2 separate regions of the Anas platyrhynchos genome follow, and region 2 is linked to region 1. A link is a contact called in public Hi-C data. All regions are on one chromosome and are shown on one strand. The core of a region is the stretch at or near the end of the contact, and the rest is flanking DNA. Distances in the headings are between cores, read along the strand shown.

The links. A called contact is a pair of places that touch in the nucleus more often than the background predicts.
Region 2: a contact with region 1 is called in a Hi-C map of skeletal muscle, with 2.6 times the contacts expected there. The contact joins two enhancer-like sites. A contact is called at or near these places in 5 of 8 Hi-C or Micro-C datasets (F5 follicle, skeletal muscle, small yellow follicle and 1 more).

The regions. Positions count from the first base shown.
Region 1 is chr21:12,763,742-12,769,237 of IASCAAS_PekinDuck_T2T, reverse strand. The region is part of intron 3 of RBM38 (RNA binding motif protein 38); the gene reads right to left. Among named protein-coding and RNA genes, the nearest start is that of RBM38, 5.1 kb to the right of the region's middle. Within about 2 kb of position 3,082, at least 5 of the 8 cell types and tissues checked have an H3K27ac peak or open chromatin away from gene starts, as enhancers often do.
Region 2 is chr21:12,800,065-12,805,560 of IASCAAS_PekinDuck_T2T, reverse strand. It overlaps LOC101793813. Among named protein-coding and RNA genes, the nearest start is that of RBM38, 41 kb to the right of the region's middle. Within about 2 kb of position 3,265, at least 1 of the 8 cell types and tissues checked has an H3K27ac peak or open chromatin away from gene starts, as enhancers often do.

The DNA of each region.
Region 1 (5,496 bases), core at 1,833-4,332:
AACCACAAATTTCTGCTCTAATTTCTGCTCATGTAACTAATTTGCCTGTCTGTCTTCTGCTCTTCCTCCTCTCACCCTTTGGGAAGATTTACACAGCAGCCCGGGCAAACAGGTATGTGGTACACGACTGGGTTTCCTGCTGGGTGAAGGACTTCAATATACAGGGGGACAACGAAAAAGGAACAACCTGCTTTAACAGCCTGTCCCAGGTTGGAATCAGTACAAGAGAAAACATGGCTATGTAAGAGGTTTCAACGATAACTTCTACCAGTTGCTGAGCCTACAAAAATCACTGTACACAAGCTATCCATGATTTCAATCTAATTTCATTTTGGCAGGAGAGAAAAAGCTTAGGGAACAGGAAGCACTGCGGTAGCTGCGAGTCTAGCGCAGCCCAGCAATGCCATCACTGCACAGCGTGAGCACAGCTCAGCTTCATGATGCAACAAACTCATGGAGGTGGATCCCACAGACACAAATAAAAAGAAACGCCATCTACACCTTCTCCAAGAAGCACAGCCAGTGCAGAGGTGTGGAAAAAAAAAAAGAGGTTGCCTATCAAAGATGAGAGTGAATCTCCTCAAAGATCTCAACTTTTTTCTTAATTCAACCAAGAGCCCGAGATCAACATCCTGAGCTCAGCACCAGTTATCCGGGCTCTACAATTTACAGCTTTATCCTCTGCATCTTGCTCCCCCACGCCCAAAGGAGAAAAAAAAGAAATACAATAAAATAATAATAATCCCAAACAAAGGCATGTTGGGCCAGACCAAAAATAGGCTGGAGAAGCATGCTGAAAAACGCTCAGGTAGCAGAGCAGGAGATAACATCTGCCTGAAACAAGAGCCATCTGGCACCAAGGAAAAAGTCACATGGAAGTTTATCCGCAACTAGTCAGCTATCCAGAGAGGGAAAAAGCCCTCCCCTTTCGAGTTATCAGCACAGCCAAAACAGACATGAACTGCCAGACAAAACAGAAAGTGCCTCACACCAATACACCACAGCAGCCCGAGTCCCTCAGCATCAGTGTGAGAATCCCAGGAGGATGCTAGATTTGTCCTGTCCACGCAGGAGGAAAAACAAGAGACTTTAAGAGCTTAATTCCCAGGAATTCCACCTTTAACTAAGCTTTCCCATTTCCTCCTGCAATTTGGAGAAAACCAAAGGCTGCAGAAACGCCTTTAAAAACTTCCCAAGTACCTGACAAGTTATGGAATAACACATGCATAAAGTTGTCTGCTTTTATGTGACTCCATTTTTTTAACAGACTTTTTCTTTACACGTGATTCCTTCCATTGATTTTTAATTAAAATCACCAGTACATCTGATTTACCAAAAACTATTTCTTGGATATACGAGGGATTTTGAAGCAGAATGCTTCAACCATGTAAGAATAATGAAATAGGTTTTCTTTTATCAGAAACAGGTAACTGATAAAACAAGTGGTTTCTCAGCCAAGAAAGAAATTCCATTTTAAGAATTTTCAGGGATCTCTACTGCCAGCCTCTAGATCTTGTTGATCTAGAGGACCCGAGGCACCCCTCTCCACGCCTTCCAGCAAAGCGGGAGCAGCCAGGGGTGTGTGCCAGTGGCACAGGGCAGCCGACACGCACAGGGAAAGGGCAGGGGCAGTGCGGCCCTGTCTGCAGGATAGAGAGAGGGAGAAACAGGATACTCAGTTTTAACTCTGAGGTCCAAGACTTTTCATCTTTTGCGCTCACAGAGTATATTTAGCTCTGGTATGTAGCCTGCTCCCATCTGCGGGGAACAAGTTCTTCATGTAAGTCATATTTAGAAGTGACCCAGTGTCCTTGCCACCGAATTATCAGCACAACTGTCTAAGTTCCCTCTCTGGTGTCCCCAGCTCAGAGGCAGGCTGCTCAGAGCTGCATTTATCATTCAAATTACTGGGCATGTGTTTAATACTACCAAAGTTAGGGACCAGCGTGCCAGCAGCTGCGCAAAAGAAAGACGAGATCAAGAACAGGCTGCACTGCTCTGAAAATTCAGGCGTGTGCACGGATCTGCTGTGCCGGGATTAAAACAGCACCAGAACGGGAGAAGCTTATATCTGCTGCTCCCCGGCTCCTGCAGCCAGGGGAAAGGGCCTGGGTCGCTGCTCTGCAGAGGGCAAAGAGCAAATCCACTGATGCAAATGGAACCACAGCAAGGAGAAGGCACTTTCCTTTCTGGCTTCCTTTTACGTTGTTCTATACGATGACACAAGATGTGGGACACGAGCAAACTGTACCCAAAGCAACAGTGCCAAGCCCTTGGGTGCAACACCAGCACTTGCAACCTCGAAGTAAATGTCCAAGAAAAACTGCAAAGCTGTTGGATCTGTTTATAAATACACATCTATTCTTAAAAACCAAAAAGCTCTCTGACTGGCAAGCGCTCGGTCTGAATAGCAGTGAGTGTGCCTGAGAACTAGCAGCTGAAGCCATTTGGAAAATGGATTTGAATGTTACTTAGGAAATCCCCCCCCGAATGCTTTCATGTTATTGGCACACGACAAACAACAGGTGCCGGGTGAGCCATCCCCATGGGAGCCGCTTGTGACCGGCGGAGCAGCCCGGGGTCCTGCAGCAAGCCAGCTTTTTGATAAGTGGTGAAATAGGAAGTCAGAGCACGGGGGATGCCAGCTGACAGAGACCGAGCACAGCAAGGACAGCATGCGCCTGTTTATAAGCATAACCACAGAAAAGATGAAAGTTTGTTTCCTTTTATTTTTAACCCAATAGAGAAGTTTTAAGGATAAACAGCTGCAAGGGAGGGTGGGCTGACACAAAGAGGGACTTTCTTCACTTCCTAGCTGCAGCACCATCAGTACACGAAATGTTAAACTCAGAGATTTAACCATTTCCAGTGCTGCCTGACACCGAACACAGGCCGAAATAAGCAGCTACAGGCCAGGAAGAGGTGGGGTCTCTGGAGCAACGACACCCCATGTGCAGATATGGAAAGAGCTGGATCCTGCTGCAAGGACAGCGATATGTTTCCAAGAGCTCAGTCACTTACTCAGCCACTGGTAGATCTCCCACACAGATAGCTCCTTCGCTGAGGCACAGCCACAGGAATGCATCTGCCATGCACTGCCTGCATCCAGAGCTGAAAGCACGGCTGGGGAGAGAAGAATCAGGGAATCCCCTGCTTCGGGCGCCAGGGGCCCAGAAGAGAGGACCACGAGGGGGGCACAACGCAGCTCTGCTGCACCACCACGTACTCCTGGCTGAGTGGTCTACATAGGTGCTCCTCGCAGCTTCCAACAAGTGTGATGTTTCTCCAAACTTCTTTAAAGGACAACTGCTTCAGTAAGAGACCGCTGCAGTAAGAGACAGCTCCATTTGCAGTCTCTCCCTCCTCTATTCTCATAAACACAACGCCACACCAGCCAGCAACTGCAGGCAAATGCTGTGGCATTCCCATCTGCCTCCAAGCAAAGTGCAACCTGTAAGCTACCGACTGAGCCCCGAGGCCTGAAGTTGCTTCCCTAAACCCAGAAGCCAGATCTCCGAGTCACCCTGACACAGACGCATCCTTCGCCTTGCATTACTGTTACGATCTCTGGTTACGACAGCCTAGAGACTACTTTTCAAAACAGGATTTACTACCGACTCCGCGCTGTCTGCCGTGTATGTGCCTCCCCTGCCAGGACAGCAGGAGGAAGGAGAGAGGCTCTTCATGGTTTCTCTTTCTGTTCCGCATACCCCGGGCAATATTTACAGCTGCATTTGGGTCCCTGGGGCTGGGGGGAAGCCTTCAGTTTATAAATAATCTTCACTAATGTTTGGGTAATTTTCATAGTTTCCATTCATTTTAAGTTTCACCAAAACCTGCTTTTTGCGGCTTTGTAGCTCGAATGTGACTGGCTGGTCTTCTCTTCCTTAACTGCCTAGCAGTTCGCGGGCTGTTCATTCATTTCTTCCTTGCCAAGTCCAGCTTGCACACCTAGCACCCCGCGTCCCATAACAATGGTCTTTCAGAAACTGCGTGCCAGTGCCTGGATGCAAACACTTTGCAGAGAGAAACTGAGGGAGGGAAAGCCCTGAGATGTCTTATGTGTGGCAACGCAGACCAGCCAGAGACCTTTATTTGGGGAAGCTCCACAAGGCACACAGCAAATGGGCAACAGCAAGTTGGTCACACTTCCCAAGTCAGACAGACCCTGATAAGCTCCTCACCTACCCTCAAATCCCTCAAAGGGCAAAGGAAATTGTGGCTCCAAGGGAATGCAAGAGCAGAGCCCTCTTACTTCTGCTGGTCTCCTGACAAGACAAAGAGGGAACCGGTGGCCAAGCTCCGCTGCTTGACTGAACACCTGACGCTTTGCTCAGAAGCCACAGAGCAGCCTCAGCCACAGTGCTCAGTTAAATGGCTCTACGTTTCGCCAAACCCATGTTTCTAGTGATCCTGCTCCAGCAATGTCCGAATGCAATGAAATTCGTGTTTACCGATGCTTGCAAATAATGATATATAATCTGCTCCCTCCAGTCTCCTGGTTCCTGTCTCTTGGCAACTGATAAATAATTTACAGTGCTCTCTGCTGTATGTGCTCACTGCAGCTCTGCTGGTTTAATGATGGAACCAATGCCGGAGAACTGGAACAGTAACTGTCTAGATCACAAGGAACACCGAGTCAGTTGATCCCACACTCCTCTCTACATGAAACTAAGAGCAAACTGTTCAAAAAGAAAACCCACGTTTTTCACAGCTGCAGAGCTGTGGTGCTGGGTAGGAGCAGCACATGCGGGAAGAGCAGATTATCTGCAAGGGGAGCTGGTGCGAGCTGACGCTCCTGCCAGCACTAGGGCTTTAACACGCTTCACCATTTTGCTCTTTTCTGTTGGCACGCATGGTAAACCTCGTAACATGCTGGGTTTTATCATCAACTTCTATTGTGTGCTCTTGTGCGATTTGGAAAGCCTCCGGTGTTTGCATCTCAGAGATGCTGCCTGCCTCTGATCCTAGGAAAGCTGCTATAGCTCCCATGCGAGGACAGCTGTTGAAGAGCAACAGCTTGCCTACCTGGACTATTGTGGCTCTTGCACCAAAAAACCCTCCTCGTTTCATGACAGATGCTCTTCAAGTCTTTCCAACAGAGTCGTAACCACTTAGGAAAACTGGCGTGTTTGAACCGTACACAGCGCACATACACTGGGTGTGCACTATTGTGGCAACACAGCCTCTTACATCCATAAACTCATTGGAATGAGATTACCCAGGCAGTTGGCAGAGAAGCGAAAGTTTCTGTTTTGTTGTTAGCTGCTCCCCCCACCCGCCCCCAAAAAAAAGAAAGAAAAGAAAAGAAAATGCTATGAACAGAGAACAGGGAATGGATGAAATATTTCTGTTGACAAAGGCCAAGATCCCATCTATTTATATTAGTCACATAAAAACCACAACAGAGCAGTTCTCAAAAGCTTTAAAAAATGCACCTACTTTCTTAATGCTCTTAGAAAATAATAATAAAAAAACCCTATCAATATTCACTTT
Region 2 (5,496 bases), core at 2,016-4,515, 36 kb before region 1:
CTCTTGTGTGACCCATGTTCTCAACGCATCCAGGGCCAAATGAGGATCTTTTTACTCTGGGTTGAATCTGACCACTTTTCTTATGTGGAAAAGATGCAAGAAATTCTGTGGGCTGATGAAAGATGGTACTGGGGATGAAGAAAGGTGGCCTGGGCTGCTGGCCTGGTGTGAAGAGGAAGGAAGGGCTGAGGACCAGGACACGGATCTGCTCCAGCATTGCCTGTTAGATCTGATGGGAAGGGGTGGGCTGGGCCCCATACCGGTGGGGGGGATACAGCAGCTTGGGGCTGTGCTGGTGGATGAACAGCTACTCTTTGTGTTATAGTTCATGACTTGTATCTAAGTGAAATTAAACTGAATAACCAAAAATGCTGTTCTGCAGCACCAGGACAGAGCAGGCAGTAGAAATTTGGTGACAATCTGGACCTGCCTGTGTTTGTGAGGTCTTCTTGTAGCAATACCGTGCCCAGGTTTGCCAGGGCAGTAGCCACTGGGCAGTAGTAGCACCCTAAAACATTGGTATGGTGAAAAGCAGGGGGGAAGGCAGGCGGCATCACGTGCAGAGGGCTCGGGAGAGGATCAGGCCAAAGTTCTCTGCAGCCCAGCTCCAGCTGCTGCTGTCAAACTGCTCAGCATGGGAGGCAGGAGGGTGTCTGCATGTCCCGTCCCTCCAGCCTCAGAGATTAGATCTACTCTGCTTTTTACTTGCCTTCAGCTTCCAAACGAGCATCGGCAGCAACACTGCCACAGAGAATTTTTTTTTTCTGATTTATGAAAACAGATGTGCCTCTGCTTTTTTTTTTTTTTTTTTTTTTTTTTGAGCTCATTTGAATGTATACAATGCTCTTCCAGCTTTGCAAAATCATCAGTTACCAGATGTCTTTTAAATTGTTGTACTTTAGTCAGAGGTTAAAACTATGTCAAAACAGTCACTGATAAGACTTTATATCACACCTAAAATACAGTATGATTTCCTCCAGCTCTTTCCAATGAAAACTTCTCTCATGGAAATTTTATGGCTCACAAAAGATTTGCCACCCACCCTTCACTATGCTTTCAGTCCTGGATTTACTGATAAATGCTTTTAATAATTACCAGTGGCTCTGTACCTCTTTCTGACAGACATCTCATCTCTCTGACAGCAGAGAAAAGGCCTATTGTAACTGGAATTAGGGCGGTACCCTGGTGAAAAGCACCTGCAGTTGTACAGTCTGGGTCCACGTTCAAATCTTCTCCTGTGCCTGAAGTTGTTCATGAGCAGGATTTTGGCCAGTTTTGAACCCAGGGTAGCCAGAGGAGGGGGGATGGTTGTAGATCTCCTGTGGTACAGGAGGGTTTGGGGTCCTGTGGGGCTGGGAGGGAGCTGTGAACGTTGAAAGCACGAGTAGGTTGGGCTGTGGCTGCCTTCCTGACTCTGCTCTCCAGGGTCTCATCCAGCCTCAGCACCAGCTGCCAAAATCTCATACCGAGCGGCTATTTTGGGATAAAGCAACACCGCGCGTTACTTTAGAGATGTTTAGAGATAGACTTAATAAAGTCAAGTAATAAGGTTTGACAAGCTGAAGATTAGAAAGAGCCATTCTGAACATCTGCCCTGGCCTCAGTCGTAAGAGGCTAAACGGGGACACGCACTGTCCCGGGGCCAGGATGCCCTCTCCAGGGATGGCATGGGCTGCACGGGTGGCTCACCTATTTGCAAAGCAGTCTGTGAACTGTGCCCTGTGAGGGCAAACCAGCATGGATAACCCGGCAATGGTCGTTTGCCTTATAAAAATAAAAAGGGAAGAAAAAAGCCAGCTCCCAAGTGCAGTGTTTCAGGAGCTGCGAGCAGCCGTGCTCTCTGTGCAGCAGGCGCAGGGCAGCCAGCTGGGGGGGGTGACTCCAGCAGTTGTCCTGGTGTAAATCATCCTGTCCCCAAAGCTGCAGGCTCACGTGGCTCACACTCATCCCGACAGCAAGCCGCAGAGAGCGGGGACCGAGGGGCCCTGCCACAGTCCTGAGCTCTGCAGGATCAGCGGGGCCACGCTTCTCCCAGCTCCGCTTGTCACCAGCACAAGGGCTGCAGAGCACAGCTGCTAATTGCTTGGGGCTTTTTGCTCTTGCTGGTGGTTGTTATTGTTTTGGTTTGGTTATTTTTTTTTCCTTTTTTTTTTTTTTTTTTTTTGTCGTAGGGCCAACCCAGAATAGAATCATGAGATCGGTGTTTATAACCTCCCAAATAATCCATACACTGTTTTTAGTGCTGACACTGTGCATGAAAGGCTGTGTCACCACCATGCTCATGTTTCCATGTGACACCGAAGCTTGCTGTTTTTTCCCATTTCATAACTAATAATTGAAATGAGTTTGACAGCCTTGGTTTAAGCTTTAGCTTATTGGTTCCCATGTCACAGACAGGCTCGGTTAGCAAGAAATTTTTGTCAGAGGAGAATTACAGTTCAGCCTTGAAATGTGCTAGCAGCCTGTGCAAAGTTTTAAATTCTTGACCAAAGTTAGATAAAGCTGACTAAAAGTGTGACGTTTGACGTACAGTGTCTATTTATCTTTTCATTCTGACCAAAAATACCTAGAGTGGAAGTAGTGTGTGCCTCATTTGCATCCAAGCAGAGAACAGTTGAGCTCCTCTAAAGAAAAGAGTAAACACTGCACTTTAAATATTTTTAAAACGTTTTCAATTCTCTGCAACTCTCCCTATATGTCTGTTTTATATATATGTATATATAACCTTTAAAGAAAAAATAATTACTTGTTTTCAAGGTGCAGGAAAAGCTTATTTCGTTGGTAATAAGAAAAAACTGTCAGCTCTCCCACAGCAATCATTCCTAGCTCCAAGTTCCAGCCTGAATACAGATGGAGCTTTGATTTTATCACAAATTTGCAATGAGTTTGTGCTCTGTATCCTGCTGTTAATCCTGCGGTGGAAATCAGCTCCTCGTAACACCTGGTGCCAAGACACAGCCGTGAGCCCAACCCGAGCACAGCCGGCTGCAGTTAGAGCAAAAGCAGCCTCGTGGTCTGGAAGCGGGCAAGTCATCGCCGGGCACTTTCACACCGAGAGATCCTGCCTCTTGGTGTGAAATCACTGCCCGGCCCCGCAGCCCTGGGCTGCCCTCCTGGGTCCCTTTCAGCCCAGCTATTTATTCGAGCTCCGTTTGTCTGTGCTCGTTGGGGACCGCTCCTCCCCTCTGGGCACGCAGCAAGAGGAGCTGTTTTTAGACAGTGTTTTTAGTTATAGTTTCCAGCGGGATGAGCTATCTCGCAGCACAGCTCGGATGAGGGAGGAACAGCATGTGAAATACAGCAGCTTCTGGGGTCAGCTGAGGAGCAAGTGCCTGCAGAGCTGGGAGCCCCGGGCTGCTCCATGAGCCCTCGGCGCGTCGGCTCCGGGTGCTGGGCTTCGTCAGGGCGATGCTGTTTACTGAGCCTCCCCACCAGGCTCTGGCTAGGCAGGGAGCATGAATGCTGTAGGAACTGAAGTCGAATGTAAATTCCGAATGTTTTTGTCCTCTTTGCTGACTTTCTGCCACCAGGTCTTGTTCTGTCTTTGCGCCACGGTTTCCAGAAGCTGAATGGAAGGCTTAGGGGGTTTTGGAGGGGCTTTTTGGGGAAATGTTTATTGCACGTATGCTTTAGATCTGAAGGGACCCTGAGCCTGACCTCTGGTATATGACATGAGTATTGAATTTCATGCACTTAACTCCCACAGTTTGTCCAAGACTGACCACAGTGCTTTCCAAAGGGAAAAAAATGTTCTTAAAAAAAGAAAATAGGCTTTTTTTTTCTTTTCTTTTTTTTTTTTTTTTTTTCAGTCTGTTCAACATTGTAGAAATGCTTCTTATTCCTAAAAACATGCCAATAGCTAGGAGTCAGAGGGATTTTCAAGAAAGCTCCCGGACAGAGCTCCTGATCTGAGGTTCTCCCTGCCTTCCCCACCATCCCATTGCCCTCCTCACACTGCACCCACTCTGCTCTCCTGGTCCTCTGCTGGGGAAAGGTCGTGCATTCCCACCCACCCCCAAAAAATTCAAATTGGACCTCTTTGTTTGCCTGAAATGAAATTTATTCTCCAGTCTATGATCTTTAAAGGCCAAAAATGAAGATTATTGTCCCAGGCACCTTTTTGCCGTATCTGTGGCAGACTATGAGGGAAAGCTAATGGGAGCCTTGAAGAGATAAATGAAAACAATGTTTACAAGGTTGGACCTATGCCCCTTTATAGTACAATTTTGTTTTTACAGCCATGGTTTGAGGGACATTAAACAAGCTAAGGGGGCAGAGGGAGGAAGAGGTACCCATTTGGGGTACCTCTGGAAGTGGAGATCATTTGACCCAGCTCAACAGCAACAAGATTAATCTGCCCATGCCCTACATTTGGATGGGAAACTGCCAGCTCAAAACATGTATTTATTATTCCATACAGATGTCTGCAATGAAGTATGAGCCATCACTGCTGCTTCTCTTCAGCACAAACCCAGTGGGGCTGGGCATCCCAAAACTACAGAGAAAAAAGCTGTCCCTACCACAAAGAGGTTTCAGACTCATAAAGTAATTACTTATCTTCGGCCATTAATTTCCCTTTTTGTTTTTGCAGTACCCACATAATTTCCATTCTCTCCCAGACTTCCAAAATATAATGCCAAATAAATGATTTAATGATTTCATATAACCTCCTGAGATAGGGAGGACTGTGACAGAGATAGTGCCACTGGGCACTGACATGCCTGAGGCAATGGAAGATTGGGGAATTCATGTGGGGCATGCAGAGATCTGGAAAGCTGCACCATGGCCTTTCCAAAATGACACAGCCGAAGATATTCTAGAGATTATCCTCCAAAATCTCAGTGGTCAAGGGTTTAATGACTCTCGAGCAGAGGTCAAATGTCTGCTTATTATCAATCACCTATTGCCAGTTTAACTGCAGTAATGAAAGCTTCTTGATAAAAGCTGCCTTATCGTCCGGAACTGAGATACCCAGCCTAATGTGCCCCTGCGAGGCTTGAGGAAATGCCCCTTTCAGCCAACAAAAGAGACGATGTGTCGCTTTCATGCTGCTGAATTAGGCTAAGTCAAATGGTCAGTCAAGAAAGAAGCGATTTCTTTCACCTCTTGGTGTTAAATGACTTCTTTATCCTTGTGCCAGGAAGGATCCTGGCTGCCGTGCCAGGGTTTTGGGCCCCAGCACATACACCTTGCTGGCCACTCGCAGTCGCCTGGCCCGCAGCAGCACGGGGCAGGCCCGGGGCACACAGGGGAAGCTGTACATCTGCCACAGTCACTTGGCTCCCTGGAGAAAATGGGTTGGAAATGGTATTTAAAGTTGTTGATTGAGATTTTTACGGATTTATTACCTGTTTTTTTGTTCCCTGTTTGGCTGCCTGCTCCCCTTCCATCTGCCAGCTCTGTAATCCACCTCCTCTTATCTCAGCACAGTTTGCTCCACCTCTTGCTCATTTTCATTTTATTGCCTAGCTAATCTCATCCTCCTGCTTTTCCTGA